Regions from separate parts of the Mus musculus genome. Here regions 2, 3, 4, 5 and 6 are each linked to region 1. A link is a contact called in public HiChIP or PLAC-seq, capture Hi-C and promoter capture Hi-C data. All regions are on one chromosome and are shown on one strand. Each heading gives the region's core, a stretch centred on a gene start, on an enhancer-like site or on the middle of the called end of the contact. The rest is flanking DNA. Distances are from core to core; before and after follow the strand shown.

The links. Promoter capture Hi-C pulls out the DNA fragments that hold promoters and counts their contacts. HiChIP or PLAC-seq counts read pairs in DNA pulled down with a chosen protein or histone mark. Capture Hi-C pulls out chosen DNA fragments and counts their contacts.
Region 2: a promoter capture Hi-C map of hippocampal neurons shows a contact between it and region 1, with 3 times the contacts expected there. The contact joins the promoter of Fam183b here to the promoter of Zfp692 in region 1. A contact is called at or near these places in 8 of 39 promoter capture datasets (the C10 cell line, cranial neural crest, embryonic stem cells and 4 more), 4 of 115 datasets of contacts at active chromatin or transcription factors (the 230-238 cell line, embryonic forebrain, embryonic stem cells and 1 more) and 1 of 9 other capture datasets (embryonic stem cells).
Region 3: a contact with region 1 is called in a capture Hi-C map of embryonic stem cells, with 4 times the contacts expected there. The contact joins the promoter of Olfr322 here to the promoter of Zfp692 in region 1. A contact is called at or near these places in 2 of 39 promoter capture datasets (cranial neural crest and hippocampal neurons), 7 of 115 datasets of contacts at active chromatin or transcription factors (the SCID.adh cell line, T-cell acute lymphoblastic leukemia, embryonic forebrain and 4 more) and 1 of 9 other capture datasets (embryonic stem cells).
Region 4: an H3K27ac HiChIP or PLAC-seq map of embryonic stem cells shows a contact between it and region 1, with 6 read pairs. The contact joins the enhancer-like site here to the promoter of Zfp692 in region 1. A contact is called at or near these places in 9 of 39 promoter capture datasets (embryonic stem cells, fetal liver, hippocampal neurons and 5 more), 2 of 115 datasets of contacts at active chromatin or transcription factors (bone marrow-derived macrophages and embryonic stem cells) and 1 of 9 other capture datasets (pancreatic islet).
Region 5: an H3K4me3 HiChIP or PLAC-seq map of bone marrow-derived macrophages shows a contact between it and region 1, with 3 times the contacts expected there. The contact joins the enhancer-like site here to the promoter of Zfp692 in region 1. A contact is called at or near these places in 4 of 39 promoter capture datasets (the C10 cell line, the HPC-7 cell line, neutrophils and 1 more), 3 of 484 Hi-C or Micro-C datasets (Th1 cells, centrocytes and nephron progenitors) and 2 of 115 datasets of contacts at active chromatin or transcription factors (bone marrow-derived macrophages and microglia).
Region 6: an H3K4me3 HiChIP or PLAC-seq map of stem cell-derived neural progenitor cells shows a contact between it and region 1, with 28 read pairs. The contact joins the promoter of Olfr325 here to the promoter of Zfp692 in region 1. A contact is called at or near these places in 3 of 39 promoter capture datasets (the 3T3-L1 cell line, erythroid cells and hippocampal neurons), 2 of 15 datasets of contacts at CTCF or cohesin (embryonic stem cells and stem cell-derived epiblast-like cells), 8 of 484 Hi-C or Micro-C datasets (Sertoli cells, cardiomyocytes, epidermal suprabasal cells and 5 more), 7 of 115 datasets of contacts at active chromatin or transcription factors (astrocytes, embryonic forebrain, embryonic stem cells and 3 more) and 1 of 9 other capture datasets (adipose tissue).

Annotation. Positions count from the first base shown.
Region 1 is chr11:58,304,415-58,309,385 of GRCm38.p6, forward strand. It overlaps Zfp692 (zinc finger protein 692), which reads left to right and starts at 2,655. Exons shown (of 12, transcript NM_182996.3): 1 at 2,655-2,842; 2 at 3,098-3,347; 3 at 3,559-3,590; 4 at 4,381-4,644. The coding sequence starts at 3,172.
Region 2 is chr11:58,799,544-58,804,514 of GRCm38.p6, forward strand. Fam183b (family with sequence similarity 183, member B) reads right to left here and starts at 2,417. Exons shown (of 4, transcript NM_029283.3): 1 at 2,218-2,417. The coding sequence starts at 2,350.
Region 3 is chr11:58,662,715-58,667,685 of GRCm38.p6, forward strand. It overlaps Olfr322 (olfactory receptor 322), which reads left to right and starts at 2,847. Exons shown (of 1, transcript NM_207693.1): 1 at 2,847-3,830. The coding sequence starts at 2,847. The coding sequence ends at 3,830.
Region 4 is chr11:57,981,271-57,986,241 of GRCm38.p6, forward strand. It overlaps a transcript of Larp1 not described here. Among named protein-coding and RNA genes, the nearest start is that of Larp1, 25 kb to the right of the region's middle. Within about 2 kb of position 2,976, at least 54 of the 459 cell types and tissues checked have an H3K27ac peak or open chromatin away from gene starts, as enhancers often do. A contact at or near this core is called in embryonic stem cells and liver, where this site is marked.
Region 5 is chr11:58,021,955-58,026,925 of GRCm38.p6, forward strand. The region is part of intron 1 of Larp1 (La ribonucleoprotein domain family, member 1); the gene reads left to right. Among named protein-coding and RNA genes, the nearest start is that of Gm51897, 3.2 kb to the right of the region's middle. Within about 2 kb of position 2,892, at least 46 of the 459 cell types and tissues checked have an H3K27ac peak or open chromatin away from gene starts, as enhancers often do. A contact at or near this core is called in bone marrow-derived macrophages and neutrophils, where this site is marked.
Region 6 is chr11:58,578,318-58,583,288 of GRCm38.p6, forward strand. It overlaps Olfr325 (olfactory receptor 325), which reads left to right and starts at 2,520. Exons shown (of 1, transcript NM_207153.2): 1 at 2,520-3,560. The coding sequence starts at 2,529. The coding sequence ends at 3,509.

The sequences.
Region 1 (4,971 bases), core at 1,405-3,904:
GGTGCAGTGAACAAAATTCTTAATTAAAAAAATATTTTTATATATTTTATATAATATATATGCATTTATATATTTTATATATTAAATATATTATATATATTTTATATAAAAATATATTTTTATACATTATATTATATATATATATATATATATATGGTGTGTCTGTGTGGGAGTTTGTGGGTACAAGTGCAGTAGTGCAGTACAGAGTCCAGAAAAAGGTGTTGGATCCCCTAGAGCTGGAGTTAAAGGTGGCTGTGATCTGTCTGGTATGAGGTCTGGCAACCAACTCTGGTTGTCCACAAGAGCAGTAAGCACTCTGTACTGGCTAGTTTTGTGTCAACTTGACACACCTGGAGTTATCACAGTAAAAGGAGCTTCAGTTGAGGAAATGCCTCCATGAGATCCAACTGTAAGGCATTTTCTCAATTAGTGATCAAAGGGGAAAGGCCTCTTGTGGGTGGGACCATCTCTGGGCTGGTAGTCTTGGGTTCTACAAGAAAGCAAGCTGAGCAAGCCAGGGGAAGCAAACCAGTAAAGAACATCCCTCCATGGTTCTGCATCAGCTCCTGCTTTCTGACCTGCTTGAGTTCCAGTCCTGACGAACTTGATGATGAACAGTAATGTGGAAGTGTAAGCTGAATAAACCCTTTCCTCCCCAACTGCTTCTTGGTCATGTTTGTGCAGGAATAGAAACCCTGACTAAGACACACTCTTAACTGTAAACCCATTTTTTTTTCATGAAGATAAGTTTTTTTAAAGTTTAATTTTACTTTAATTCTCATTTCTCTCTTTCTCGTAGCCCTGGCAAACTTGATATGCAGATCAGGCTGGCGTGGAGCTCATAGAGATAGACCCATTTACCTTTGCTGCTGCTGCTTTTTTTTTTTTTTTTTTTTGGTTTTTGGTTTTTTTGAGACAGGGTTTCTCTGTGTAGCCCTGGCTGTCCTGGAACTCACTCTGTAGACCAGGCTGGCCTCGAACTAGGAGATCCACCTGCCTCTGCCTCCCGAGTGCTGGGATTAAAGGCGTGCGCCACCATTGCCCGGCTCTACCTTTGCTTCTTAGGTGCTGGGATTAAAGTGTGTGCCACCACATGTGGTGATCATCTTTAAAAATAAAAATTATTTTGTGCGTACATATCGTGTGTGAGCATCAGTGCCATGCCTCGTGTCTGTGGAGACCAGAGGACAACTTTAGAGGCCATTCTCCCCCTTCCACCCTAATGCTGGGTTCTAGGGATTAAACTGAGGCCCCAGACTTGCTCAGCAAGCATCTTTCTCTGATGAGATGCCTCAACAGTCTATGATGATCATACTGCATGCTGAAACATAGTTTCACCAAACATCCGTGTTCTAACTACTAGAATATGTGAAAGTTGCTTTTTTTTTGTAGCCAACACTTTGCAGTTATAACTGTTTGAGGTGTTGAAATGGGAGGTCCTCTGGATTACCCAAGTGGACTGTGTTTGAAAGAAGAGGAAGGGTTGCACTAGAGCAAGGCTGTGTGGAGTCAGAAGCTTATGTGATATGGCCAGAAGTCCCAGAACGCTGGTCACCACTGGAAGATAAAAAAGGCAAGGAGAAAACTCTCTTAGAGCTCTTGCTTGACCTGTAGCCCTGTTCAGCACTTTGGTGCAGACCTCCAAAACTGTAAGCGAGTAAATTTCTGCTGTTTTGAGTTGTCAAGTTTGTAGTGATTTGCTACAGAAAACAGTCAGTAGTGCAAGTGACTTGGAGTGAGGTTTGAGCCCTAAGGCTGTTCATTGTGGACTCCCTTGTGCCAGGCACTTGTAAATTCTTTATAAACATGAAGTATATTAAGCCATTTAACCATGGAGAGTCAACTGGGCAGTCAAAGGAGTCTGGAATCCCAAAAGGGTAGCCAGAAACATCAATCAATGGGTGATCTAATTACATCACCCCCCCCCCCCCAAGAGCATACCTAAAAGAGAGGCTTGCCAGGGACCTGAGCCTAGTCCATTCCATCTTTTGGTAACAGAAGGATCTAAGAGAGAAGAGGATCCAGCCAAGCGGGAGAAAACCAGGAGCAGACAAAGTCTAGTCTGACAGTGAAGTTGAGAAGAAAGTGAGATGAATGTGTGGCAAGAGGAGAGAGCTAAACTCTTCTCCATTCTGGGGCAGAGAGGCAACAGAATTGGTCACTTCATTTAGCAACATAGAGAGGTGCAGGCCTTTAATCTCAGTACTTCAAAAGTGGAGGCAGGAGTCAAGGCTATCTTGGCTACATGGTGAGTTTGGACACCAGCCTGAATTACATGAGACCTTGTTTCAAGCAAAACAGAAAATAAAAAACTTGTGCCGTTGACAAGTGCCGTTGCAGTCTCTTGATAGAAATAACTCCATCAGAGCCATTTGTAGACGATGTGAAATCAGAGTCTGTACAAAGTGTAGGCAACTTCTCGTGTGGATGGTGGCAGGTTATAGGTTGCAGCTGGAGGGTGGTCTCGCGGTTCAGAAAGGACTCTAGTTGGCTTCAGCTGGCGGATGCTGCAGCTCGCGTTTGCTTGGTGGCAACTGATAGGCAGAGATGCTAATAGAAGGAGCAATGACGACAGAATCCCAGACAGTCGTTCAGGACTAAGGCTAACTACAATTCCCGGCAGGCTTTGCACGGGGCTCCCGGGGCGCAGGCGCAGACAGCTGTCTTCCCGCTGCAAGTCCAGGCCGTAGCCTCCTGACGCCGAGGGGGGACGGTTTCTTCTTAAAAGAGAAACAGCGGCGGCGCGCGCGGTGGGCCCCGGTCCTTCTGTGGCTTTCGGAGTGAGCACGCGGGTCCGGGGAGCGCAGGCGCAGTTTGGGCAAAGGCGGGTTGGGGCGTGCAGGTAAGACCCCACGAGGGTTGGCCCGGTGTCCTAGCATTGCTGGGTGGGCTTCCCCTGCATGGGAGGCAGGGAGAAGGCCAAGGCGCGGCTGCACGCAGACCTGGCCGCCTCCAGACAAGGAGAGCAAGTTTCCAGTCTTTTCCCCCTGCCTGCGACCCCCGTGTTCCAAGTGTCCTCCCTGGCTCTAAGAAGGGGTGGCTGGATCCGAGAGGCGCGAGCGCTGCGGAGGCACTATGGTCTCCCCATTCATTGCAGACGGAGCGAGGGGCTGTGTCTGTCCCGAAAGCCCCGACGACGACAGCACGTTCCTCCCGTAGGCCCGCACGTCTATGGCCTCTCCGGTGGCAGACGCATCCCGCCGCCGGCGGGAGAAGCGCAGGCAGCTGGACGCGCGCCGCAGCAAGTGCCGCATCCGCCTGGGCGGCCACATGGAACAGTGGTGCCTCCTCAAGGAGCGGCTGGGCTTCTCCCTGCACTCGCAGCTCGCCAAGTTCCTGTTGGACCGGTTAGGGGCCGGGAGGGACCAAGGAGGGCACCGAGACACAGCCCCAAGCCGGTTCCTACAGCCTTGGGTTTCTCGTTTGGGCAGGGTGGGCCTGCTCCTCCCCTCCTAGCCCCAGCGAATGGGAGGTCTGTAGGGTTGGCCCTGTAAGTGTGTGAGTGCGGAGACTTGAGGGTGGTTGGCTCTGAGCTGACACCAAGCTCCTCTCTGGCAGGTACACTTCTTCAGGCTGTGTCCTCTGTGCAGGTAGGTAAAAGACGTTAACAGGTAGTGGCGCCTCCTAGAGACTGAATGTCTCAAGAGAAATGGATCAGAAGCTCCTACTGGGTTCGGGAAGAGGACAAGCCCAAAATAAGCCTGCTGCCATGCCTGTGGGAAAGGAGCTTTGCCTTGGGACCTTTGGGTGTGTTTGTCCCGGCTCTAAACCAAACCAAAACAACAAACAACTGTGCATCTAGGTTGAAAACAAAAACAAGATCCCTTCAAACTCTTCAGGGGCTGAAGCAATGGCTGGGTGGTGTGCTGCTCTTGCAGAGGAACCCAAATTCCTTTCCTTCCTAGTGCTCATGGCAGGAGGCTCACTGTGTGGAACTCTAGCTGCAGGGAGATCCAACATCCCTGGCCTCCAGGAGCACCTGCACTCATGTGCACACACCCACAGATATACAAAGCTAATGACAAATAAAATATTTTTAAAAGAATGCTTAAAAAAAGAAAAAACCCAATGTCTGGGCATGGAGAGATGGCTCAGCAGTTAAGAACGTTGACTGTTCTTCCAGAGGTCCTGAGTTCAGTTTCCAGCAACCACATGGTGGCTCACAACCATCTGTAATGGGATCTGATGCTCTCTTCTGGTGTGTCTGAAGATAGCTACAGTGTACTTACATACATAAAATAAATAAATCTTTAAAAAAGATTAGAAAAAAACAAATAAACCGATGTCGTATATGTCCTGAGGTTGCCAGTGGGTTTAGAGGGTTAGGATGGCCTGAGTGGTTTTCTTGGTCCTTGCATGACTGCTTCATCTTACCTCCAGCTCCAGAGCCTGGGCCTCGGAAGGGTCTGCAGTACCTGGTGCTCCTGTCTCACACACACAGCCGGGAATGCGGCCTAGTGCCCGGGCTCCGGGGGCCTGGAGGTGGTGAAGGAGAGCTTGTATGGGAGTGCTCTGCGGGCCACACGTTCTCCTGGGAACCCTCTTTGATTCCTGCACCTTCAGATGTACCTAAGCAGGCCCCTCTCACACACACCACAGAGAGAGCCTGGTGTTCAGAGGCCAGGAGGAAGCAGGAAGCCCAAGGTGAGTGAGGAAGGAAAACACTTTTCAGTCTTCTCTGAATGTGTTAACTATCATTAGGGTCTCGTGTAGCCACGTAGCCTGGCTCTCCCTCCACCTTCCAAGAGCTGGAGTAATGATCTCTTTATGATAGCAAGGAAATATATCCTCACATGCATTGCTAGGTATGGGAAGCAAAAGTGTGGAGTGATGGATGGACAGAAACTGGAGATAAGGTTTGAAAGAGAATTCATTTGTAAAAAGCACTACCAAGCAAACCAGGATGCCTTTGGGAAGAAACTGTCCTCAGTCTTTGAGTCTAGGCCTCCTTCTCTTATGACCTGCTTGTGC
Region 2 (4,971 bases), core at 1,167-3,666, 490 kb after region 1:
AGCACCAACACACTGCAGTGAATTCCCATTTTATTCCAGTGGACCCAGGGAGTCTGGGCCAGGAGACAGCAGTGTCTGAGAAAGCTGTCATCTTAAGTCTTAGAATGGACAATGTTTAAACAGAGCTGGAGAATAGTCCTCCTGACGTTAGTGGTCAGGGATCCTGGTGAAAACTAGGTTACAGACGGGCAAAGTGAAGTCTCCGCACTTTCTGCAGACAGCCAGGCTGCTGTGCACTATGGCTAAGGAGGGGCAGACACTGGGGACAAGGAACACGTACATATAGGAGATGGTCTGACACGTTTAGAAAATCTATTTCTACAGAAATGAAAGGAGGAAGGACTGTGGGGGCGGGGTCTGCTACAGAGCAGAGTGGGAACTAGGGCTTTACTGAAGGATCTTGGGTAGCATGGGATGGATGCGACTCCATGTAGGTGTTCAGAATGGGTGGAGCTGGATAGGAACCAGAGCCAGAACCAATAGAACCTTACAGGCTGGTGGGTTGAAATTCTGCTCAGAAACTGCAGGAGGCAACTAAAATGTTTACAAAGTGACTAGTCCTCTCTGGTCTTTTAATATATGTAGCAAAAATAGGAGTGGGGCGTGGGGGAGGGGGTGGGTGGAAGGTTGCTGCTTGGAGGAGAGTAGCTTAGAGTCCCTCAGACTATCTCAAACCCTTGTGGGGCTTCAAACACTCTATTAGAAAGTGAATGGCCAGGGAGCTCTGGGGGTACTGGTTAGTTCATATTGTTGGTCCTCCTATGGGGCTGCAAACCCCTTCAGCTCCTTAGGTACTTTCTCTAGCTCCTTCCTTGGGGACCCTGTGCTCCATCATCTAATGGATGACTGTGAGCATTCACTTCTGTATTTGTCAGGCACTGGCAGAACCTCTCATGCAACAGCTATATCAGGTTCCTGTCAGCAAGCTCTTCTTGGCATCTGCAATAGTGTCTGGGTTTGGTAGTTGTTTGTGGGATGGATCCCCAGGTGGGGCAGTCTCTGGATGGCCATGCCTTCAGTCTCTGCTCCGAACTTTGTCTCTGTAACTCCTTCCATGGGTATTTTGTTCCCCCCTTCTAAGAAGGATGGAAGTATCCACACTTTGGTCTTCCTTCTTCTTGAGTTTCATGTGTTTTGCAAATTGTATCTTGGGTATTCTGATCAAAGAAAACACATGGAGGGACTCGTGGTTCTAGCTGCATATGCAGCAGAGGATGGCCTAGTCGGTCATTAATGGGATGAGAGGCCCTTGGTCCTGTAAAGGTTCTATGCCCCAGTATAAGGGACTGCCAGGGCCAGGAAGCAGACGTGGGTGGGTGGGGAGCAGGGGGAAAGGGGGAAGGATAGGGGATTTATGGAGGGGAAATTAGGAAAGGGGATAGCATCTGAAATGTAAATAAAGAAAATATCTAAAAGAAAAGAAAAGAAAAGAAAAGAAAAGAAAAGAAAAGAAAAGAAAAGAAAAGAAAAGAAAAAAAGAAAAGGAAAGAAGGTGAATGGCCTAAATGGATAGAAGGTCTGTGTGTGCATTCTGACCTTTTACTGGGCTGTGCAGATGTTAATTGGGAGAAGTGTGGGATGGCGGTGACCAGCATGTGCAATGAGGTGAAGTGGTATCCGAATAACTGCTTACACAGGATGATTAAACCAGGCCAGCATTGCAGCAGAGGATGGGAGAGATTCACCCAGCTGCTCCAGAGAAGGCAGCTGGGAGGTGGTGGGACACATAAGTCTGTTTCAGGCCCAGAAGCATTTTCACAGAGCTCTGTGAAGTCCCAGAGGAGGGAAGCCATGGGAGGCCAGGGGGAGGGGTGACTTTGCTGGGGTCAGGGTGAGGAGGATGGTCAAGCTCTGCACCTGGTAGCCCACCACTTCTAAGTCTTAAGGAGGGCTGTAGCAAAAAAATCAAAGCAATAATAACAAACCATACAAAGACAAACCCCTTTGGGTATATTAGGAAGAGACCAAACTACTAACAAAAAGCAGACATTAAAAACCCTGGGCAATTGTTTGAAAAGCAAAACTACCCCATTAATCATCTCTCTTTATTCTACATCTAAAATGTTTAATTCTGGATGCATTTTAATGTATCTCTTGTGCCTGGGGTGACAAGGGGAGCGATTCCCTCAAAGCTTAGCTGTCTGAACTCTAAAGAGATAACCTGAGGCAGAGGACACGTGCTCTCCCACCCCTCCCAACCCTCTTGGGCCAGCTCACCCTTGCGCAGGGGATTCACGTGATACTGCGTGTACAGCTTCTGTGCCCGTAGCTCTTTGAGAAAGAGTTCCCGCAAGATCTGATTCTGGTGAACTTCATCCTGATTCTTCATCTGCCCCACACGTCCTGCCATGGCCATGTTTTTGCTCTGAGAAGTCAAGCTATCTGCCCTGCCCTTACCAGGAGAAAGGTCGTCTTCTACAGTTTCCAGGCAACGGATGTTCCTCTTGTGTTCAGGCCACAGCGTCCTTTCTGTCTCTAGGCAACAGCGCCCAGGCTCGGAGCACCACCTGCCCAGAAAGCCTTTCCCTGGCTTCTGTCCACTCCACCCCTCCCAGCTCTCAGGCTGCTGGTATCTATTAGGCCTCCTCCAATGTCCTCAGACCCAGATTCAGCCTCTGGATCTAGAGTCACCCCTGTGTCCTGTGCGCTGCTAGGAAAGAGCTGCCTTTCTTTGGACCACCCAGGAAGAAGAGGCTGAAACGTGCACCTCAGCATGACTGGTCGCTTCCTAGAGATGATTTGGGGAGGGGCCAGAGCCAATAGGTTTGAAAGTAGGTGCTCAGAATTAAAATAAACAAAAACCACCTCTAACACACACATGCACACTGGTGGGTGGGGAAACAGAAAGTAAAATAATCTGACTGGTACACGGAAACAAACAGGACCACTACCCTTCCTAACCTAAGTAATTTGACATCTTAATGATTTATTTCATTATTTTTACAACACTAGGGGTTGAACTCAGCGCTTCTGCATGCTGCGAAGCTGCTTCAGCCCTGAGCGCTATCTCCAGCCCTTCCCTTCTTATTTTAAGACAGGACCACACTAAGTTGCCCAGGCAGAGGTTGGACTTGCAATCCTCCTGCCTCCGCCTGCTGAGTTGCTGGGATAATAGGCCTGCCCCACCAGACCCAACTACTTTCAATGATTGGTTGTGGTAAAATGCACATCTTCTAAGATCTCCTGTCTTCGATATTCTCAAGCATCCGGTCCAGCTGCATGAAGTAGGGGCATAGTGTGAAACCCAGCTCTAAAACTCACCCTTAGGCAACTGTCCTCTGACACCCCACTCAACTGACAACCACCACCTTTCTTTTTATTCCTATGTTCAACCCCTAAGCATCTTCTATAACATGATTTATTTTTAAATAGCCATAAGTAACCTACAGTAGGGAAAGGATCCACCCTGGCTTTGATGAGCAGATAAACACAGATGCTAAAACGTGTGATCTTTTATCCATTCACTCATTTATGACCCAGAATGTTCGATGTGTGATAGACAGTATTGCACTCGTTAGGTGTGCGGCCATTGCTGCCCAATCCCCCACATCTATAGAAGACATCATAGTTTTTTTCTCTCGGCTTTTCTCCTCAGCCTGCTGGGCTCTTTGCCTCTTGGATACCCCACATTTATGTGAGCTCACATGCAATCGCTTTTCAAAAGCCTTAGCAGGCTGTAGAGTCCTTCTCTGTTGGTGCTTTATTGCAAACTTAGTTACTTCACTAAATGTACTTGTTTATGCCTAAGCTACCTAAGGTGAGACACATCCTCCTCCCGCCTCTCCCCTCCCCCCACCCTCACACCACATTCCCAGTCCCCAGCACAGTAGAGGCAGGTATGTGTTTGGTGTTTTGTGTGTGACTGGGTGTCTGCAGTTCTGTTTGCTTGCATCATTATATTATATAGTCCCTTAGAACATTCAGATGATTGTATCACACTGGTTTAAGTAGATCAATGCATTGCCCTTGTGACCCATGCCTGGCCCCTGTGTTCCAAGCAAGGCTAAAAACAGCCTCTTGGAGTCTTCACTGACTTCCTGAAAGTAAGAAGAAATAAAGTCTTCCAAGCAACATGGTTTGTTTGAGGAAAATTTATAAGATTTCGCTTGTACTCCATCCATACAGTGTCCTTTACCCTGAACTATTAGCCTAGCATCTGGGACGCTCCATACAGGGCTGGAGGAAGGAATCCTAGCCTAAGAAGAGATGGCTATTAAAGCACAATGAGCTATTTTTAGAGCATGGGAGATGAAGATGGCTATTTAGATGAAAGAAAAGGAAATGAATGTTTAAAATTCGCCAGCATGGGGCAAAATCAGAGGCTGGTTCGAGTGTCTGGACCAGTAGAATAGTTTGACTTCGAAGGAACAATTTGAGTGGTAAAATGTGATGCTTATGGGATATTCAGTGCCAGGGACCTTTCCCAGTGAGGGTCCAAGCTAACAGGGCAGTCAACCTGTGGAGGTGATAAGGGGTTGGCAGGGGGAGGAGTCAGGCCATGGTGCTCAGGGTGATTAGCAACCAGGCGATTTATTTCTGCAGGTCTCACAGATCAAAGATTAATGATTATCCAGGTACTACAGAATATGCGATTGATTTTTTTTTCATTACATGTCCAGGGTTACAAGTTCAGTTACAATTAGAAAATACAAACAGAACAGATTTTTGTTTTTATCATTGGCCCTATAACTCCAATTTAAAGAATCTAAAAAATGTCACCTCCCAAGAAAATGTATACATTATGTGACAGCCTGCTTTTAGGCTAGCGATGTCTGTTGTTTTAAGGCACTCCAGACAAACAGAAATTACCTAAACTGGTCTTCTAATGAATGGCAGATACTAACACCTAAATTCTTTTAGTATACATTTCATCATCTATGCTATAAAGTAGGAAAAGGTTCTTTTAGTCAATCTATCTTATTTCCTGAGTTCTATTCCTCCAGGGATAGATCCTGTATGACCTCTCTTTGT
Region 3 (4,971 bases), core at 1,597-4,096, 360 kb after region 1:
CCCCAGCCCCAGCCCCAGCCCCAGCCCCAGCCCCAGCCCCAGCCCCAGCCCCAGGCCCAGGCCCAGCCCCAGCCCCAGGCCCAGCCCCAGCCCCAGCCCCAGCCCCAGGCCCAGCCCCAGCCCCAGCCCCAGCCCCAGCCCCAGCCCCAGCCCCAGCCCCAGCCCCAGCCCCAGCCCCAGCCCCAGCCCCAGCCCCAGCTCCAGCTTGAGCAGCTCCCATGTCCCTTTCTGGCTCTGCAAGCACCTGCACAGAGTCAGAGAAAGACAGAGACAGTCAGGCAGACAGACAGACAGACACAAACACACACAGACATAGACAGACACACAGACAGGTGGTTATATATGTACTTTCCTTAAACTAGAACAAATATATGGAAGACCACACTTAAGAGTGAAATATAAAGTAAGAGAGATCCATTTTACGTCTTTCAAAAAGAAACACACATTTTAAAAAAGCCTACAACAGAACAAGAAATGAAAACAAAAGGAATTGTAGGAAAACAAGGTTTACAAACAAGTGACTTTTAAACATGAGAAATGTTAACATGCTCGAAAATACCAATGGACAGCATTCATCCACATTGGCCTTGCACACACACACACACATACACACACATACACACACACACACACACACACACACACACACAGGTGGGGGGGCAGAGACAGACAGAGATAGATAAAGATCATTTATTATTTAATATGTTCTTTAGTTATGTGTGTGTTCTCACCATACAATTGTGTTTATTGTATAGCTCAGGATAGCCTTTAACTTTATGTGTAGCCAGAGAAGGCCTTGATCTCCGAATCCTCCTGCCTCTGTTTTCTGAGATTTTCTGTTACTGGGATTACAGTGGTACACCACCACATCTTGTTTACTGGGAACTGGGGATGAAACTTGGACTTTGTGCATGCTAGACAAGCATATTTCACTGTAAAAGATGAATCCCAGCACCATATTTTGTTTTTTACCTACTTGAACTAACAATATCTGGGTGGACAAAATTCCATGTGATGTCACATGTCTATACTCATTTGAATTTAGCAACTGCTTGTATAATACCATTGTCTGTTAAATAACTAATGTTATTAACTACAGACACACACTCTTTCTGCGGACCATCTGTCTTTTGATGCTGTGAAGATGCTCTGGAGGGTATGTGTCCTCTGACCAGGGGTCAAAAATGCAGGACAGATCCCTTCACATGAGATTAATGAGGGCAAAGAGAAAATACTCAATTTTCAATTCTGTAAGAGAAACAGGTTTCTTTTATTAAAATCACATGTACAGCCTTGGGTGTGTGTGCAGAGAAGTAGGCATCTCTTAAGAGCTCTGATGTCAACTTAAACTCTCAACAAGCATGCAAGAATGGGTTAATGCCTTATGGCTTTCTATGATTCATGCAGCACTGGTGCAGGGCACACAGGCCACCTCAGCTTTTCTTTATGCAAAGATTTAGGGGTTGGAAAATGGTAGAGAAGTTGGGTTTATTTACACGGAGCCTGAGAGAGAAAGAACCCTCCTTTCTCTCTGTCTTTCCTGTAACGTGCTACAGAGGCAAGGGATATGCATGTGCTATTTAGCTGTGAGGTGGGTCGACCAATCTTCTCCGAGCAGGATTTGAACCTGGACCCTGGGCCTTCTCCATTTCTTGTTCTAGCTGGCAAGAAGACTCAGTGGGTAAAGGGACTTGCTGCCAAGCCTGATGACCTGCATCTGATCCCCCACGCTCACATGATGGAGGGAGAAAACTGACTCCTAAAAGTTGTCCTTGTACCTGCAAAGGTGAGCTAACACACACACACACACACACACACACACACACACACACACACACACACACACAAATAAAACAAAACTTTAATTAGGATTCCACTTTTCTTTAAGGAGTATTTCCTATGTACTTTGGAAGAAAAACAAGCACCATGCTGTCTAGGCAGCAGGCCCAGAGAGAGGTCTTATGAGCCGCTGGTTTCACTGATAACCTATTGTCTCCTACACCATTCTCTATCCAGAGATCCAAAACTCACTAAAAATAACAAAAGGACAGAATGTGTCCCGTGGGTCCAAGGCAAAGCATGGTTCGTTTGCTCCAGATATGGTGCAGTGCTTCAGCTGCTCACTGAAGTTCCCTCTGGCAGGAACGGTGCTCTAGATGGGTTTTGTCAATCTAGATAAACTTTAATGGTTTACAGTAGATTTCTCTATATTTTGCAGTAGATTATAAAATACATAATGTATATATACAGTCTATATATTTGTAAAAAAAAATTAAAGATATTTCTAGGTAACACCAGTCTGTCCTTGAATTACCAAATTTTCAAAAGTCTCTAAAGAAAAACCCAGCAAATTTATTTTCAAATACATCTGTGTGTGAGCCAATCCAAGTGGGCTCACATGGGTGATGTCCACATTTCCCATCTGCTGTGCTGGGCATGTTCAAATGCTCTGGGTTGATTATGCAGGGCTGGATGCTGGGCATGTTCAAATGCTCTGGGTTGATTATGCAGGGCTGGATTTTGTGCTCTTTGCCTTTGGACAGGAGCTTGGGATTGTGGGTCTGGAGAGAATCAAAATCTGGACCACAGCACAGTTCATCTCTTGCTTCATGGAATTAGAGGCAAGACTAGAGCAAGTGAAGCAGAAACAAAGCATCAATTGCTAGGTTCAAAGACAACCATGTCCTGTTTCTCCGTATGACATCTGACTTGCCATATACATGACGCAGTTTGCTTATCTGTCAGAGTTACTACATGGTTGTTGGAACTAAACAAGTAATAAATAATTGAAGTTCTGTCCTCTCCCATCACTGTCAGTATTGATGTCTTCCTCAGGTGCAGTAGAGATGGGAGCAACCAATGACAGCACCTTCAGCCATTTCATCCTTATAGGCTTCTCTGACCGGCCCGAGCTGGAGAGGGTCCTCTTCGCCATCATCCTGCCCGCCTACCTCCTAACCCTGCTGGGCAACAGCATCATCATCCTGGTATCCAGGCTGGACCCGCACCTTCACACCCCCATGTACTTCTTTCTCACACACCTGTCCTTCCTTGACCTCAGCTTCACCAGTAGCTCCATCCCACAGCTACTCTATAACCTCAGCGGGCCGGACAAGACCATCAGCTATGTGGGCTGTGCTCTGCAGCTGGTCCTGTTCCTGGGCCTGGGGGGTGTGGAGTGCCTGCTGCTGGCTGTCATGGCCTATGACCGCTTTGTGGCGGTCTGCAAGCCCCTGCACTACATGGTCATCATGAGCCCCAGGCTCTGCGTGGGCCTGGTCTCAGTGGCCTGGAGCTGCGGCGTGGCCAACTCCCTGGCTATGTCTCCTGTGACCCTCAGTCTACCCCGCTGCGGGCACCGCAGGGTGGACCACTTCCTCTGCGAGATGCCAGCTCTCATCAGGACGGCCTGTGTCAACACTGCCGCAGTGGAAGGCACCGTCTTCGTCCTGGCAATAGGCATCGTGTTGTCGCCTCTGGTGTTCATCTTGGTCTCCTATGGTTACATTGTGAGAGCTGTGTTACAAATCCGCTCCGCTGCAGGGCGGCAGAAGGCATTCAACACGTGTGGTTCACATCTCACCGTGGTCTCGCTTTTCTACGGAAATATCATCTACATGTACATGCAGCCGGGGAACAGCTCCTCCCAGGACCAGGGCAAGTTCCTCACCCTCTTCTACAACATTGTCACCCCTCTCCTCAACCCTCTGATCTACACGCTCAGGAACAAGGAGGTGAAGGGGGCGCTCAGAAGGCTGCTCCTGGGTAGCCGAGAGACAGGGAAAGTGAGGGCTGGTTCCATACGGACCAGAGGGAAGCTGTCCTGGTGAGGATGGCACTGAATACTGAGAGAACTTTGCAAGCTCTCAGGCAAACATTTAATGAGAAAGAAAGTGGGCAGAGAAAATGTTCCGCAGTGATTTGGGGGGAAATTCTGACTATTCTACCACGGAGGAAAACACAGGCATGTTACTGGATTCACAAAGGGTTCTGAGATTTGGTAGTCATGAAGATGGTGTGTGTTCTAACTTTCTTCCTTGTGGTTAAAGCAGACGTTTCCATGTTAGATGCAGATCTGATGGTTTGTCCCTAGGCTGGTGTAGTGTTATCCTGTACATGCTGAGATGTGATCTCCTGGTAAGGTAAGGGGCCAACAGGTGCCTTCTGTGCACTTTTTACATTAGGGACATTAGGGGAGAGTGACTGTGGGTAGCTGGTCTTACAGGTAAGGCATAAGCATCATGCTCTCTTGTCCCCATGTCCCCACATAAGTCCCTTTGATATCAGGGGTATGGAGGGCAGGCATCCCTGGTCTGGATGTCACTCCACATAAGGGCTTGGGTAGCACTGGCAGTACTGGATCTGGTCTACTCTAATGGACAGCTCTCCACTGACTTGCGTCCTCTGGAGTTTCTATAATCCTGTGTAAGGTCCCAAACTATGTGCTTTGTGAATGAACTGAACATTACATGTTTCCCTACCATTCTATCCCATGATGAGCCACCAATCAATAAAGAGTATTTTCACTCATCTCCCTTGTCAGCATGACTAGATTTAGAAACCAGGAGACCAAGGGACACCTCAAAGTGGGTCAGAGAGGGCGTTTGTAGAGCACGAACTGAGGGGGAAGGCCCACCCTGAGTGTGTCTCTGTGCCCCAGACGGTTAACAAGACTAAGACAGAAGAAACAAGCAGGAAGCCACATACATCTCCCTGCAGTTTCCAGGCTGCCCTGAGGTGAGAAGCCCCTCGGCTGGCCACGCCTTCTTGACAAGATGGACAGAACCATCAGAACCATCGGAACCCCTGAGCCTCTGGGCGTTACTTCTTCATCAAAGCTTAGTGACTTAGTCACAGTAATGAAGCAGTAACTGATGTTACAGCAAAGCTAATGAATGGAACAGCAAGGGTAAGTTCTCACCAGCGTGTAACCTGGTCCCAGGTAGGACACAACTTCTCTTAAAAATGCAT
Region 4 (4,971 bases), core at 1,726-4,225, 320 kb before region 1:
ACTATTAGTAGCTGACGATGCCCTTGAACTCCTGACCCTCTTGTTATACACCACAAGACCCAGGTTATGATGTGCTGGGGACAGAACCAGGGCTTTGCAAGTGTCCAGCAAATCCTCTGTCAACTGAGCTGCATCCCCGGGCCCTCTTTCTTGTTTTCTTTTTGTTTTTGTTTTCAGCTGATGCTTCTGCCTCCACCTTCCAAATACTGGGGTTGCAGGGCTGCAGGGTTACTCACAGAGCGAGCTGGAATCCCTTGTAGAGCTGGGGGAGAGCCTTTCACTCTCCGTGCTGTTTGGAATCGGGTCAGGAGGCACAGAGGGCGGCCAAGTAGCGCAGGAGTCATCATCGAACCTCTGATTCCTAGAATGTCCGAGTTGGCCTCTCAGAGCTGCCTTGAGGTAGAAGTTTCTGAGAGGAGAGCGGTGCCTGGAGCTGGAGAGTGACTTGCCTAAGGCCATAGGTGAAGCAGAGGCCGTCTGGTCTAGAACTGACATTTCCTTCTGGACTCCTACCAGGAAGCTGACAGTGGATCCAGGACTGACTGATCCACAGAGGGTTCATGCAATGAGGCTGGACAGTGAATTCCGAGTCTCACCAGGGATGGTCAGAACCTTAACCTTAGGGTCGAGCTAGGGGACAATGATAGGTCATAAGTCTGCTGGGATATAGTTTCGTCCCAAGAAGATGACCTGGGAATCTGGAGAGTCACTGGAGGCTAAGCCTCACTATGGAAAGTCTCTTCCAGGACTCACGACATCCGAACAATAGTCACCATGAAGAGGAAGGTTGGAAGTTGGGCATGTTTGCCCATACCCAAATCCCAACATTTAGTCAGCAAAAGCAGGAAGATCACAAGGTCAAGGCCAGCATTGGCTTGTTTCTAAAGCAAATAACAATAGGATTGAAGCCAGGCAGTGGTGGTGCACGCCTTTAAACCCAGCACTTGAGAGGCAGAGGCAGGAGGATTTCTGAGTTCGAGACCAGCCTGGTCTATAGAGTGGGTTCCAGGACAGCCAGGGCTACACAGAGAAAACCTGTCTCGAAAGCCAAAAACAAAACCATAAACAACAAAAAACAAACAAACAAAAAAAAAGGATTGAAGAGGTCAGCAAAATGGTTTAGTGGGTAAAGGCATTTGCTGGAAGCTACATGTTGAGAGAACCAATTCTTGCAAGTTGTCCCTCTGACCTCCACATGTATTGAAGAACTCATACATACAAAATAAATAGAAATGTAATCTAAGTGTAGGACTGGGGAGGCAGTTGGTAGAGTGTATGCCCAGAATACATGAAGTTGTGGGTTTGATCCCCAGCGCTGCATAAAATGGCTATGGTGTCTGAGTAACTCCAAGATTCGGGAAGATCAGGAGTTCAAGGTCAGACCAGGCAATCTAAAAGAATGAACGTCAAAAATAAGCATGATTTGGGACCTCGAGGGAAGACTCAGTCAGTAAGGATGTTTGCAGCTGGAGCTGATAACCTGAGCTCCATCCTCAGGTCCTGCAAAGTGGAGAGAGAGGACTGACACCTACGAGCGGACAGCTACACAGGCACAGGCACCGTGGCATTTACTGTCTGCTTTCCCAGGTGGCATGGGTTCAGTTCCCAGCACCCACCTGGTGGCTCAAGGGGATTGGATGCCCTCTTCTGATCACCAAGGGCATCAGGCATGTATGTGGTACACATACATTCAGGCAAACACTCATACACATTAAATAAAATTTAAAATCTAAAGAAGTTTTTTTTTCTTTTTTTTGTTTTTGTTTGTTTGTTTGTTTGTTTGTTTGTTTGTTTGTTTTTCGAGACAGGGTTTCTCTATGTAGCCCTGGCTGTCCTGGAACTCACTTTGTAGACCAGGCTGGCCTCTAACTCAGAAATCCACCTGCCTCTGCCTCCCCAGTGCTAAAGAAGTTTTTATAAAAAGATTTAGACGCACTGAGTATGGTGACTCACTCCTATAATCTTAGCGCTGGAAGTTCGAGGCCAGCCTGGGCTACACTGGAACACCCTGTCTTGGAAGGAAAAAAAAAAGATTTTTTAGATGCAAGCCCAAAGCTAGATTTCTCTGGAATCTGGGCTAAACACCTTGACTCCATGGACTTGACTGGAGGCCATCAGGAGAAGGAGATTTGATGTTCAGAAAAGCCCCTTGGAGTCACTACTGCCCAGTCTCCCTCCACCCTGACTATAGCAAGGCCTTCAGCAGGAGAGATGCAGGCAGGACAACCCTAAGAGGATTCCTAAACAGCACTACCCCAACTACCCCACACCTGCCCTCCAGCTCTGAGACTGTTAGCGACTCTGGAGCTGGTATTTTGTGTTGCTTTTTTTTAGACTGGATGTCCTGTAGCCCAGACTAGCTTTGAAGAGTTCTGATACCGCTGCCTTTTACACTGGCCAAGGTCTCTTGAGCCATTCCTGAAGGGAACATGAATCCTTTTCAGAATTACATGGTAATGAGATCTCACTTCAGGCTGTGGGAGGTGCAGGGAGTGAACGTTGTAAGGACTTTGTTTACCATGTTAATCCTCCCATAGCAGTAACTCCTACATGCAATTCAGTTCCTTTGCCAAGCACTTTATACACACTGCCTTCGTTTCTACCCAGCAGCTGTATCTGGAATAGCTTCTCGCATTTCCCTTCCACCACGGGAGGGATCTGCAGCTTTTGGCGGTTACAGTCAGTGTCAGACAGACTTTGTCAACTCAGATGGGCCAGAGGCTGGAGCCTGTGCTTTTTGTTTGTTCAGTTGGTTTGTTGTTGTTGTTGTTGTTGATTGAGACGAGGTTTCTTTGTCCTGGACCAACCTGGCGTTGAACTAGCAGAGATCCACCTATCTCTGCCTCCCGAGTGCTGGGATTAAAGGCGTGCACCTCCACCCAGCGGTCTGTTTGTTTTGAGATAGGGCCTCACTGTGTAAACCTAGGCTGGCCTGGAATTTGTTGAGTAGGCTGGGCTGGCTTCCAACTCGCAGAGATGCACTTTTCCTGTCTCTTTAGTACAGATACTAAAGGCACGTGTTAACGTGCTCAGCCGACACAGGGTTTGAACAGCTTAAGAAGCTGAAAAGGACCAGAAAATCGTGGTCTTCCAGCCTTCACCTCTCATCTCATGCTGGGATAACAGGCCTGCACCATCACACCCAGTCAGACCACCAGTTTCTTAGTGGGTCTGCTGAGGGGGCTTTCGGCAGTCTTCTCTGGGTCCCTTATCTAGAGTTAGTGAAGAACTTCCTTCTGTCTACAACTGCAGATAAGAGTGAAAGAAGTTTACAAAGTATCAACTTTTGAAGACCTTTAGATAGAAAGCAGGCAGACAGGCAGCTTCCCCCCAACTGAGAGCACAAAATAGAGGCCAGCCCAGCAAGCCCTTTCAGTTTCCGGAAGGTTTCAGAGGACTACAAAAGAGATCAAGGATGGAGGCTCAGGTCTGTAATTCCAGCTCAAGAGAGGTGGAGGCACAGGTTGGAGGCCAGCCTATCCGTAATTCCAGTTCCAGGGAATCCAGTACCCTATTCTGGTCCTCCTGGACACCAGGCAAACATGTGGTCCACATGCATACAAGCACCCATACTCATAAAATTAAATTTTAAAGTTGGAACTAAAAAAGAAAAAGAGCCCCACATGATAACTACCAAAACAAACAAGCCAAAAATAGTGCTAAAGATTACGTTGCATTAAAGACCTGAAAATCAGTAGGCAGAACCTCATGTGCGCATGCTCCTACATTCCCAGTACTTGGAGAGAGAGGCAGGGTGGGAAGCAGGAATATCAGGAGCTCAGACCAACCTCAGCTACAACTTAGTGAGTGATAGGCCAGGCCGGGCTATGTGAGGCCCTGTCTCAAAAGAGAGAGGGAGAAAATAGAAACGCTAGATGGCTCAGGGGTTAAGAGCACTGGCTGCAGCTGGGAAGTGGTGCAAATACCTTTAATCCCAGCACTCAGGAGGCAGAAGCAGGATCTCTGAGTTTGAGACCAGGCCTGGTCTACAGAGCAAGTTCCAGATTCAGTAGGCACCAAGTTTAATTCCCAGCACCCAGAAGAGAGTTCACACCCGTCTGTCTGTGACTCTAGTGCCAAGGGATCCTACACCCTCACATAGACATGCATTCAGCTAAAATACCTATGCACATAGAAATAAATTACTTACAATAAATAAAAGAGCAGGTGTTATTATTGCACACCGTCAGTTCCAGCACTCAGGCGGCAGAGACAGGCAGATCTCTGTGCCTTCTAAGCCCAGCCTGGTCTACAGAGTGAGTTCCAGGACAGCCATTGCTGCACAGAGAAACCTTGTCTCAAAAACAAAGAAATTACCAAAAAAAAAAAAAAAAAAAAAAAAAAAAAAAGGCGGGGGTGGGGGGAGGGGGAGATCAGAGGCTCAGCTATTAGGAGCATGGGCTGCTATTGCCCAAGATTGCAGTCCAACCCCAGCATCTACACACATGTCTGCAACTCCACTTCTCAGGATCCAATGTCCTTCTCTTGCCTCTTCTGGAAGTAGGCAGACTCTGGACTGCAGCACAAATAATACCGAAAAGAGTAATAGGGAAGCCAGGCAGGGGCTTCACCTGGAGCCCCAACGCTCAGGAGCCACAAGCTACCAGCAGGGCTACATTGCAAGACCCTGCCTCAAAAATAAAACAAAATACAAACCTAAAAGTCAAGGGAACATGGAAAAGAAATCTAAATGTATCTCATTGAACCCACAGGGAGGATGAATGGAGATTCAACTAAACAAAGAGGAAAAAGAGGAAGGAACAAACAATGTGTTTGAGGGTTTTGTTTGTTTGTTTTTGTTTTGTTTGTTTTTCCAGACTGGGCTTTTCTGTGTAGCCCTGGCTGTCCTGGAACTCACTCTGTAGACCAGGCTGGCCTTGGAACTCAGACATTCACCTGCCTCTGCCTCCCAAGTGCAGGGATTAAAGGCGTGCGCCACCAAGCCCGGCTGTGTGAGAGTTTTTTGAGGTA
Region 5 (4,971 bases), core at 1,642-4,141, 280 kb before region 1:
CATTTCCTGCCTAACATCACCTCCCAAAACAGCAGCTTAAAGAATCAGCCATCTTGAGGGTGTGGAATACAGTCCTGTTATCCCAGCTACTCTGGAATCAATTTTCATAGGGAGGTATTGGGCAGAGGCTGTTAAGGTGTTGGCATGATCAGAAGGATCATCCTAGCCAGAGTGCAGTCAGGATCCTCCAAGGACAGAAATGGCCAGTGTAGATGAGGAGGCCTCAGCTTTACAGGGGCTCTGCACTCTGTTGTGGAGGCTGGAGAGCAGTGGCTGCAGCAGATGCTTTGAGATTCCTCAGATCCGTGGAGAGTGTTGAGTGGGGAGCAAGGTGGAAGCAGAAAGGCCTGCAGGAAATGCAGGTAAATCAGAGTAGAAGATAAGGAGCTACTTGTAGCTGGACGTTCATTCTCTGCTTCCTTTCTCTCCTCCCCCATTTTGATACTTAGTAACAAAAAATGTTCCAGACAAGGATTGAGCCAAAATTACAAGATTAAGTAAGGGTTAAAGTTGTTTTTAGCTCTGTTTCTTAAGAGACTTTAAGCAGTCAGAAAGTTGTTTTGTTTGGTCTAAAACAGGACTTGAATCATGGTATTCAAGTGAGATTTCAACAGAAAATTTTTCTTTTGTTTTCTGTCAAAGCAGAATGTAATCAGGATTTTCATTTGTACCTGTAAGTTAGGAAATGTGTGGGCCTGGAGAAGAAGGTTCAACCAGTTAACAGCACTTGCTATTCTTGCAGAGGACCCCAGATGTGTTTCTTGTACCCACTAGGGCTGGTTCATGGTCTTTGTAACTTTAGCTCCAGGGTACCTAATGCCCTCTTACCCTCTGAGGGCACTGCACTCAGTGAGTATACACGCATGCATGTGAACACATAATTTTTTAAAATTTAATTTAATTTTATTTATTATATGTAAGTACACTGTAGCTGTCTTCAGATCTCATTATGGGTGGTTGTGAGCCACCATGTGGTTGCTGGGATTTGAACTCAGGACCTCTGGAAGAGCAGTCAGTGCTCTTAACTGCTGAGCCATCTCACTAGCCGAACACATAATTTAAAATAAAATACATTCCCTCCCTCCCTCCCTCCCTCCCTCCCTCCCTCCCTCCCTCCCTCCCTCCCTCCCTCCCTTCCTTCCTTCCTTCCTTCCTTCCTTCCTTCCTTCCTGGTTTTTCGAGACAGGGTTTCTCTGTATAGCTCTGGCTGCCCTGGAACTCACTTTGTAGACCAGGCTGGCCTTAGAAATCTGCCTGCCTCTGCCTCCCGAGTGCTGGGATTAAAGGCGTGCGCCACCAAGCCCGGCTGTTTTTTTTTTTTTTAAAGAATTATTTTATGTATATAAGTACACTGTGGATGTCTTCAGACACACCAGAAGAGGGCATCAGATTTCATTACGGATGGTTGTGAACCACCATGTGGTTGCTGGGAATTGAACTTAGGACCTCTAGGAAGAGCAGTCAGTGCTTTTAACCACTGAGCCAGCTCTCCAGCCCAGGTGTTGTGTTTTGTTTTTTGTTTTGGAGACAGGGTTTCTTTTTGTGCTCCTGCATGTCCTGGAATTTATTCTATAACCCAGGCTGGCCTTGAAATCGGAATCACCTGCTCTGCCGCCCCAGTGCTGGGATTAAAGATGTGAGCCCTCACTGCCTGGCCAAAATAAAATGGATTAAAAAAAAATTAATTTTTTTCTTTTTTTGTCAATTTTTCCTCATCCACATTTCAAATGCTATCCAGAAAGTCCCCTATACCCTTCTCCCGCCCTGCTCCCCTACCCACCCACTCTCACATCTTGGCCCTGACATTTCCCTGAACTGGGGCATATAAAGTTTGCAAGACCAAGGGGCCTTTCTTCCCAATGATGGCCGACTAGGCCATCTTCTATTACATATGCAGCTAGAGATATGAGCTCTGGGGGTACTGGTTAGTTCATATTGTTGTTCCACCTATAGGGTTGCAGATCCCTTTAGCTCCTTGGGTACTTTTCTAGCTCAATAAAATGGATCTTAAGCAAAAAAGAAACACCAAGGGGTAGGAAAAAAAAAAGGAGCAAAAGACTTAAGACAGAGCCATGGAATTGACCAGAAGCATTTATTAAAGTGTTTATCTGGTCCTTCCAGTCCCAAAGAGGATTTAAAGAAGGAGGCAGTATCTCATGTAGCTCAGGCTACCCCCAAACTCATCATGTAGCTGATGACCTTGAATGCACTGCCTCTCCTGAATGCTGCCATTAGGAGTTACAAGCAAGGGTCTCTATGCCAAGCAGGACTGGATTTTTAATCTTCTCTCCTGCTTCTGTTTAAGATAGGATGTAGTTGGGTAACCTAGACTGGTCTGTAACTCTCTTGAGTAATCCAGCCTGACTTAGAATTTGTGATCCTCTCTCCTCAGGTATGTGCTGTCATGTCAAGCTCCAGAGAAGGACGTAGGCAGGAAAGCTGACACAGCCTGTTTTCTGGTCATGCTTGGGTTGTGGAATGTCTGCCTTCCTAGATTCTTTGTGTCTTTTTCACAGTTAGGACCTGGTTTCATTTAAATGATTCTAGAAAAGCTCCAACCCACATTCTTTGTTCATCTGATGGTACTTCTGACAGGCTCTCTGGTAAAGTGCCCCTTTAGCACATCTGAAGTCTCTTTTCTGCAGAAGATCTGTGGTTGCAGCCTTTGGCTTCAGCTTCTCCAGTATCTTTACTGAGTGAGGGGTTGTGGGGTCCTGGTGAAGCTCTGTGCCCTGGGCTTGGTGGATTACACAGGAGCCTCTGTAGGCAGGTGGAAGGTGTGGAGCCTGTCTTCTTGCCTTCCCTTTGAGAGATGTGTGAGGGTGACTTTATCAGAGGGTGCTGTGATGCCCACTTGGCAGGATGGTTAAGTTGTGAGTCAGCCTCCTGGTTTTCTTTTTTTCTTTCTAATTTTTTTGAACCAATTCACTGTTTCCCTGTGGCTTGCTCCCTTTTACTTCCTCTTCACATCTCAAGTGCCTACGAGCTGAGATAGTGATGCCATGCCAGTCAGACAAAAGCGGCATTGGGGTTTTTGGTTCCAGATCTCTTGAGCTGGTATCTCTACTTTTACCTGCTTGTTCTAATGCCTCTGATGGGTGGTGGTGGAATAAGATGTGGATGGGTAGCTTAGGATACCAGCAGTAAAAGGGCAGAGAGTCACAAGTCCTGGGTACAGTATGGAATGATTATTGACCCCCCCCCTTTAAAATTATTTATTTTTAATCATGTATGTATTCCTGCAGAGGCCACCTGACAATTTGAGGAATCTAACTCAGGACTCAAACTCTAGTTCTTTGGAAGAGCAATACATATATTCTTAACTGTGGAGGTATCTATCCAACCCCAGTGACCCAGGGTCTTAATAGTTTTCTGTTCCTCTCAGGACAGAGCCTGCTGTGGGTTGTTGTTAAGTGTTAAAATGCAGTCCTGGTTGTCATGGAACTCACTAGGCCAGGCTGACTTGGAACTTTACCTCCCAGGTGCTGTGATTTTACCACCATGCTGGACCTTGCTGTGGGTTTTGACCAGCTAGATAAGACTTTTCATTAGTGGGCCCAGAGCAGAATGAGATGAAAGCATGGAATGGCCAGTTCTAACTTTGGCCTTTTCTCATTTCCACAGTAGGTGTTGTGTACAGATTTAGCCAAGCTGCCGTGCCTCTGTCAGATCTTAATTCATTAGATCTGCCTCATGAGACAAGGTTGCCCTAGAGATTCTGGTCAAAGAGTTGGAGTATCCAACTTGAATGCTTATCAGACCAGAATTCTGAGCCTCCATCCATATCCCATTCATTATCTCCACTATCTCCATTCATTTTTACCATAGTTCTGAATATGATCCTTACAAGAAAATGAAGCTCTACAAGATTCAGAAATTCAGGTTGTGCAGTAGTTAGTGAGTAGCTGAGGTTTTCCTGTAACACTGACTGACTCTGGAGACAGTGCCATCCCCGTTGTTGCCTAGCCTGTGTTCTTCCAGACCAAACTTCCTACAAAACTTGAGCTGTTTCTGGAAGGAAGGCTTGAGCCTGGAGGCCCCACTTTGCCGTTGGCGGGCTGGTCTCTCTGGGCATAGTGGGTATGAGGAACTTTGGATCCTGCCATGGAGACTTGGCCTTTCTTCCCCAAGAGCTGCTCTTTTTAGTTACACGGTAGGGAGGGCTAGTGACCTTGGGACCTGGTCTGAAGAGTGGGAAGGATGGGCTGGTTCTCCAGGCTTTGTGATGTTCTGTGGGCCACCAGCTATTATGTGCTGGGCCTTTTAGCTTTTTGAAGTGGAAAATCTTTTTAAAATCAGGCAATAACAACTCATCAAAAATGTCCAAATAGATTTTAGCAAAAGGAAAACCTTGGCATTGTGTCCCACCAACCACCATGAGTACTAGTAAGCACCAAGAGGATTACATCTTTTTCTAAACCAGTAGTGCCTGTTAGAAATACAATACAGTGGGCTGGAAATGTTACTCAGTTGGTAGAGTGCTTGCTTAGCACGCATGAGGGAAGTTCTCTAGCTTCCAGCAGGCCTGGGAGAAGGAAAGTAGGAACTCTATTTAGTCAGTGCTTGACAGCTGTAGGGGAAGTACACACACCTGTAGCCCTCACTCTTTCATCGCCCTTTTGGTTCATTAAGCTCGGTAGGAGGTCACAGAGTCAGAATTCACATGAGCTGAGAGAAGCCTGGCAGTGTAAGCATACCTCTTACCTTTGCTACCTTGCAGGACCAGTGTTCTTCCATACAGACCTGCTGCCTTCTCAGTTCCCACAGCCTACTTTGGCTTTGGAAGTCTCTATAGAAGAAATCCGTGGAGGGCGGCAAAAGGCCATCTGTGCTTGTCCAAGGAGTGTCTCCAAACCCCCAGTACACCCTTGGTAGATGCTGACCAGCAGGGCTAGAATAGGTAGATGGGAGACTCCCCTGCATGACTCCCTGTGCACTTCTGCTCAGCCTCCAAATGGAAACCTAGCCTCC
Region 6 (4,971 bases), core at 1,270-3,769, 270 kb after region 1:
GATTGTTTCCTGTTAGGCACACACTCTGAAGTCTGAGTTTCCCCTCTGTAAATGAAGAAACTAAGGTCAGTAGGTGATGCAGCTTCCTGGGTGATGTGCTGCAGGAGGGATTCAGAACGGACTCGGATACTGCTGGCTCCAGTAGCTTGGGGTAACTGTACCAGTGAGTCCAGGGGTTACCTGTTAGTAAGCTCCAGTGTGAAGTTGCATCTGGCTGTCCATAGGAGATGCAAACTAGAGAGCAGGGGACGGAATTGAACAAGCTGCAATCACTGTGTGCGCTCCAGAAACTGTGTTTCCAGTCCTTCTGTACTGGGTGTCTTAATGTGAGAAACTCCAATTTAACAGCGTGCAACACTAGATTTTTTGGCAGCCGAGTATCAGGATTAGTTTAGAAAACTCACACAGTGGTATAAATGTGTCTGCAGTTGGCAGCTTTTTCTGGATTTCCCCTGCCCTGTAATCAGAGATAAATGATTCTCGGGGAGACCATTTGGCATTAACATTACAAGTTGGCGGGGGGCGGGGGGCTGGCTACAAGTTGGCAGGGGGAGCTGGCTACAAGTTGGCAGGGGGAGCTAGCTACAAGTTGGCAGGGGGGGTTGGCGGGATGGCTGTGTGGTTAAGAGCATTTGTTGCTTTTGCAGCAGACCCACGGATTTGCTCTCAGCACCCACATGGCGGCTCACAGCCACCTGTAACTCCTGTTCACAAGGATCTAGCAACCTCTTCTCCTTGGGCAGCAGGGACACATGTAGGGCACATACATACAAGCAGACCAACAAACAAACAAACAAACAAACAAACACCAAAAAAAAAACACACACACACTAAAATAAAAAAGAAGTCGGAGAGTTTGTAGTATGAACAAATTCATTGTGTTTAAGGAATCATGGCATACGCTTTATTTGACTTCAGAAAGGCTAGGTGTATCCTGTACCTGTCGCTTTCATATTTCTGTAGCCCTTTAAACATTCGTTTTTATCATTTTTATATATTGCCTTGAATAGACTGGCAGAAGCCTCTTTAAGCACCATCGAGTTTAAAGTCTCCTTGGCATGTTTTCAGAGTCTAACCCAGACTCCAGCTATCAGCACGGAGCACAGGGAGCGGTGGCTCGTGCCAGAGGCATCTCGGTGGCACCCAGTCTTCTCTCTGCCTCTTGGATTCCAAGGGATCGGGATTGTGATGGCCAACAAAGCAGGTGATGCTGTAAGCACAGCCTTGCCTGGCAACCACAGTCACCTCTGATCCTGCAGATTTAGAGCACACAGTGGGCATTTGAGGAGATGAACTTGAAGAGGCCCAGGGTTACACAGGCAAACTTTCCTGCTAACTATGCTAATCAGGGCTAAATGCATAAATAGGATATATATATATATATATATATATATATATATATATATGTACTTGTAATTCCTGTGTTCATATAAAAGCTTATCTAAACAAATATTTAAGGTTTTTATACCTGTATACAAAATAAGCATACCTATAAACTCATAGGAAGTTTCAAATACTAATTCTTAATTTGGCTTATACATTTCTTATTTGAAGATTTTCTCTTATTTCCTTGGAAACTAAATCCTTAAACAATATTTAACCTGGCAGAAAAAAAAATACAATACAGTAATATTACCCATCTCTGAGATGGCTATCCAGGATAGTGAGTTTTTAACTCTCTAACAGTGTGTGTGTGTGTGTGTGTGTGTGTGTATGTGTGTGTGTGTGTGTGTGTGTTCCTGCATGTTTATCTTGGGATACTGAAAAAAACTTACATTGTTTTGCTTTATTTAACCTTGGCAAAATCAGAAGGCATAGTTATCACCATCATCATTGTCATCATCACTACCACCATCAATTTAGGTAGAGCAGATGGAGGACTGCTAGGTTGAGTGACAGTGGCTGGACTGGTAGCAGTATTTGGCCTCTTAGTGGTTCCTTGCCCCAAGCCTTTTAGGGTTCTGAGCATCGGTCCTTCTTGTGTGGTGGTGAGGCTTCCTCCAGGCAGCACAGAAACTCTCAGAGTCTCCAGAGCCTGGGGACTGAGGAGGATCACCTGGTTGAAATTTCTCTTTTAAATTATTACTTTAAAATATTTTTATATGAAACATACCTCAGTCTTGAAGATAACGATTGCATCCTCAAACCATAAAGGCCAAGGCTTATTTCATATTTAAAACCAAATTTTCAAAATAATTTTGATTTTGCATTGTTTTTTGTCACTGAATCCCCATTGGGTTAGCATGGGACAGCATTTCTCAGGCTTGTAGTACTTGAGAGAAGACACTATCTGTCATTAGGAAAGTTCATGACTTTGGACTATGGAAAATTTACCCTGAATCCCCAATGCCTGTGACCAAGATGTGAATTCCAAGCTGTTTAAAAAAATGGTTGAATTATGTGTAATTTACAGTCCTTAGATTTTCAGGCCCAGAGAACTTAGCACAGGCAGGTTGAGGCATAAATCATTGAGCACTTGTTTCTATGACACTAACCCCAAAACATTCTTGGTTGCCTAGGAGACAAACATGGACCTCACCACCTGGATGAACAACTACACTACACAGTCAGATTTCACCCTGGTGGGATTCTTCAGTCAATCCAAACACCCTGTCCTGCTTGCTGTGGTCATATTTGTGGTTTTCCTGATGGCCTTGTCTGGGAACGCCCTCCTGATCCTGCTGGTACTCTCTGACACCCACCTTCACACACCAATGTACTTTTTTATCAGCCAGCTGTCCCTCATGGACATGATGTACATTTCTGTCACTGTGCCCAAGATGCTCATGGACCAGGTCCTGGGGAGCCACAAGATCTCAGCTGCTGCCTGTGGGATGCAGATGTTCCTCTACCTGACATTAGCAGGGTCAGAATATTTGCTTCTAGCTGCCATGTCTTATGACCGCTATGTAGCCATCTGTCATCCACTCCGGTATCCTGTCCTCATGAACCACAGGGTGTGCCTCCTGCTGATGTCTTTATGTTGGATCCTGGGATCCTTGGATGGCTTCATGCTCACCCCTATCACCATGACTTTCCCATTCTGTGGATCCCGGGAGATCCATCACTTCTTCTGTGAGGTTCCTGCTGTGACAAAGCTCTCCTGCTCAGACACCTGGCTCTATGAGACCCTCATGTATGTGTGCTGTGTGCTCATGCTTCTCATCCCTGTGACAGTCATTTCAGGCTCCTATACATCCATCCTCCTCACTGTTCTCAGGATGAACTCAGCAGAGGGCAGGAAGAAGGCCCTTGCCACCTGCTCCTCCCACATGACTGTGGTCACCCTCTTCTATGGCGCTGCTGTCTATACCTACATTTTCCCTGCCTCCCTCCACAGCCCTGAGAAGGACATGGTGGTGTCTGTGTTTTACACCATACTCACCCCTCTGTTGAACCCACTGATCTATAGTTTTAGGAATAAGAATGTCACAGAGGCTATGAAGAAACTGTTGGGTGTGAAACCCTTCTTTCAAGAATCTTTAAAGGAAGTCATTTATAAAGAATAGTTTCTTTTCCTTGTCTGTACACATCTGTTTTTCCAGGTGTCATGCTGATGGTACCTGCAGGCTGCTCACATGTCATGCCTGATAGCATGATGCTTTCTGTCTGCCATCAAGGACTTCTGTTCTGTAGCAATGTGGACTTCCTGCGTCTAGTTTACCAGGGCAGTTCATCAGAAATCGATGCTGACTCAGTAAAATGGGCTTACTATGTGTACTGACAGGATTATTTGGGTTCCATTACTGTCTTTCTTATGTGTATCATATAAGCTGATATTCCTGGGTTATGTCCCATTTGTTCATAGTGAGCAATAATGGACTATTCAATATCCTTTGCCAGTATTCTGGGAAGAAGTTGGAATAAATGTTTATCTTGGAAATGGTCCGTGGTTTTCCCTATGTGATTCTTTGCTGTATGTGACTAACAGAATCAGCCTCGTGTGAAGGCCTGGAATGTATTCCTCTCCCTTAATGTTCTGGGACAGTGGGAGATTTGTTATTGTTCATGTAACACTAGAATTCAGCATTAAACCATTTTGCTGGGCTTTAAAACAAAGATTTCTATCTTGAAGGATATGTGTGTTTTTGTGTGTGTGTTTGTGTTTATATGTATGCGAGTTCATCTGTGTGTCTGTTTTGTCTCTGTGTCTGTGAGTTTTTGTGTTTGTATGTATTTGTGTATTATTTTGTCCGTGTGTGTGCATATTTGTTATGTGAGTTTGTGGTGTGACTCTGTGTGTATGTATGCATGCATGTGAGTGTGTATGAGTGTTTTCGGTGTCTGTGTTTTTGTGTATGTTTGTGTGTGTTTGTATGTGTGGTGTGTGTCTGTGCCTGAGTGGATTTGAATGTATGTGAATTTTTGTGTGAGTATGTGGAGTACGAGCAGATGTATGTCTGTGTGTGAGAGTGTGTGTGCACACATGAGAGTGTGAGTGCAGTGGCCAAGAAGCCACGGGAGGTTATCAGACCCTCTGGAGCTTGATTTACAGGGGGTTGTGTGCTGTCCAGTGTGAGTGCTGGGAACTTAGCTATGTCATCATTGATGAAATGGATTTCATCTGGGCATCATATTGGGCCTTATCTTTTACCCATCCATGGCTCTGTGTGTCCCAATGGGATAACATGGTCCACAGCAGCCATGGTCACCATGCTGAGCGGAGCACACACTTGCGTCAGCTCCTATTTCCTAATTGGCTTGTACATTCCTTCTTTTCTCTCTTCTCACTGTCTGCTTTTGTGCTTAGGTGACTTTCCTCTAGTAATATTATTGAAAGCCTTTTCTTTTTGTTTTTAGTTTGCGTACAACATTTTAATTTGTGGTTATCATGAGACTAAGAAATAATCCTATCAGAAAATAATTATTCTAAAGAGAATAATTTTAGTCACAAACCAAAAAGGTAAAATGTAATGTTAACTCTTACCCTACATTTTCAATTTTTTTGTTAATATTTTTTAAATGATATTA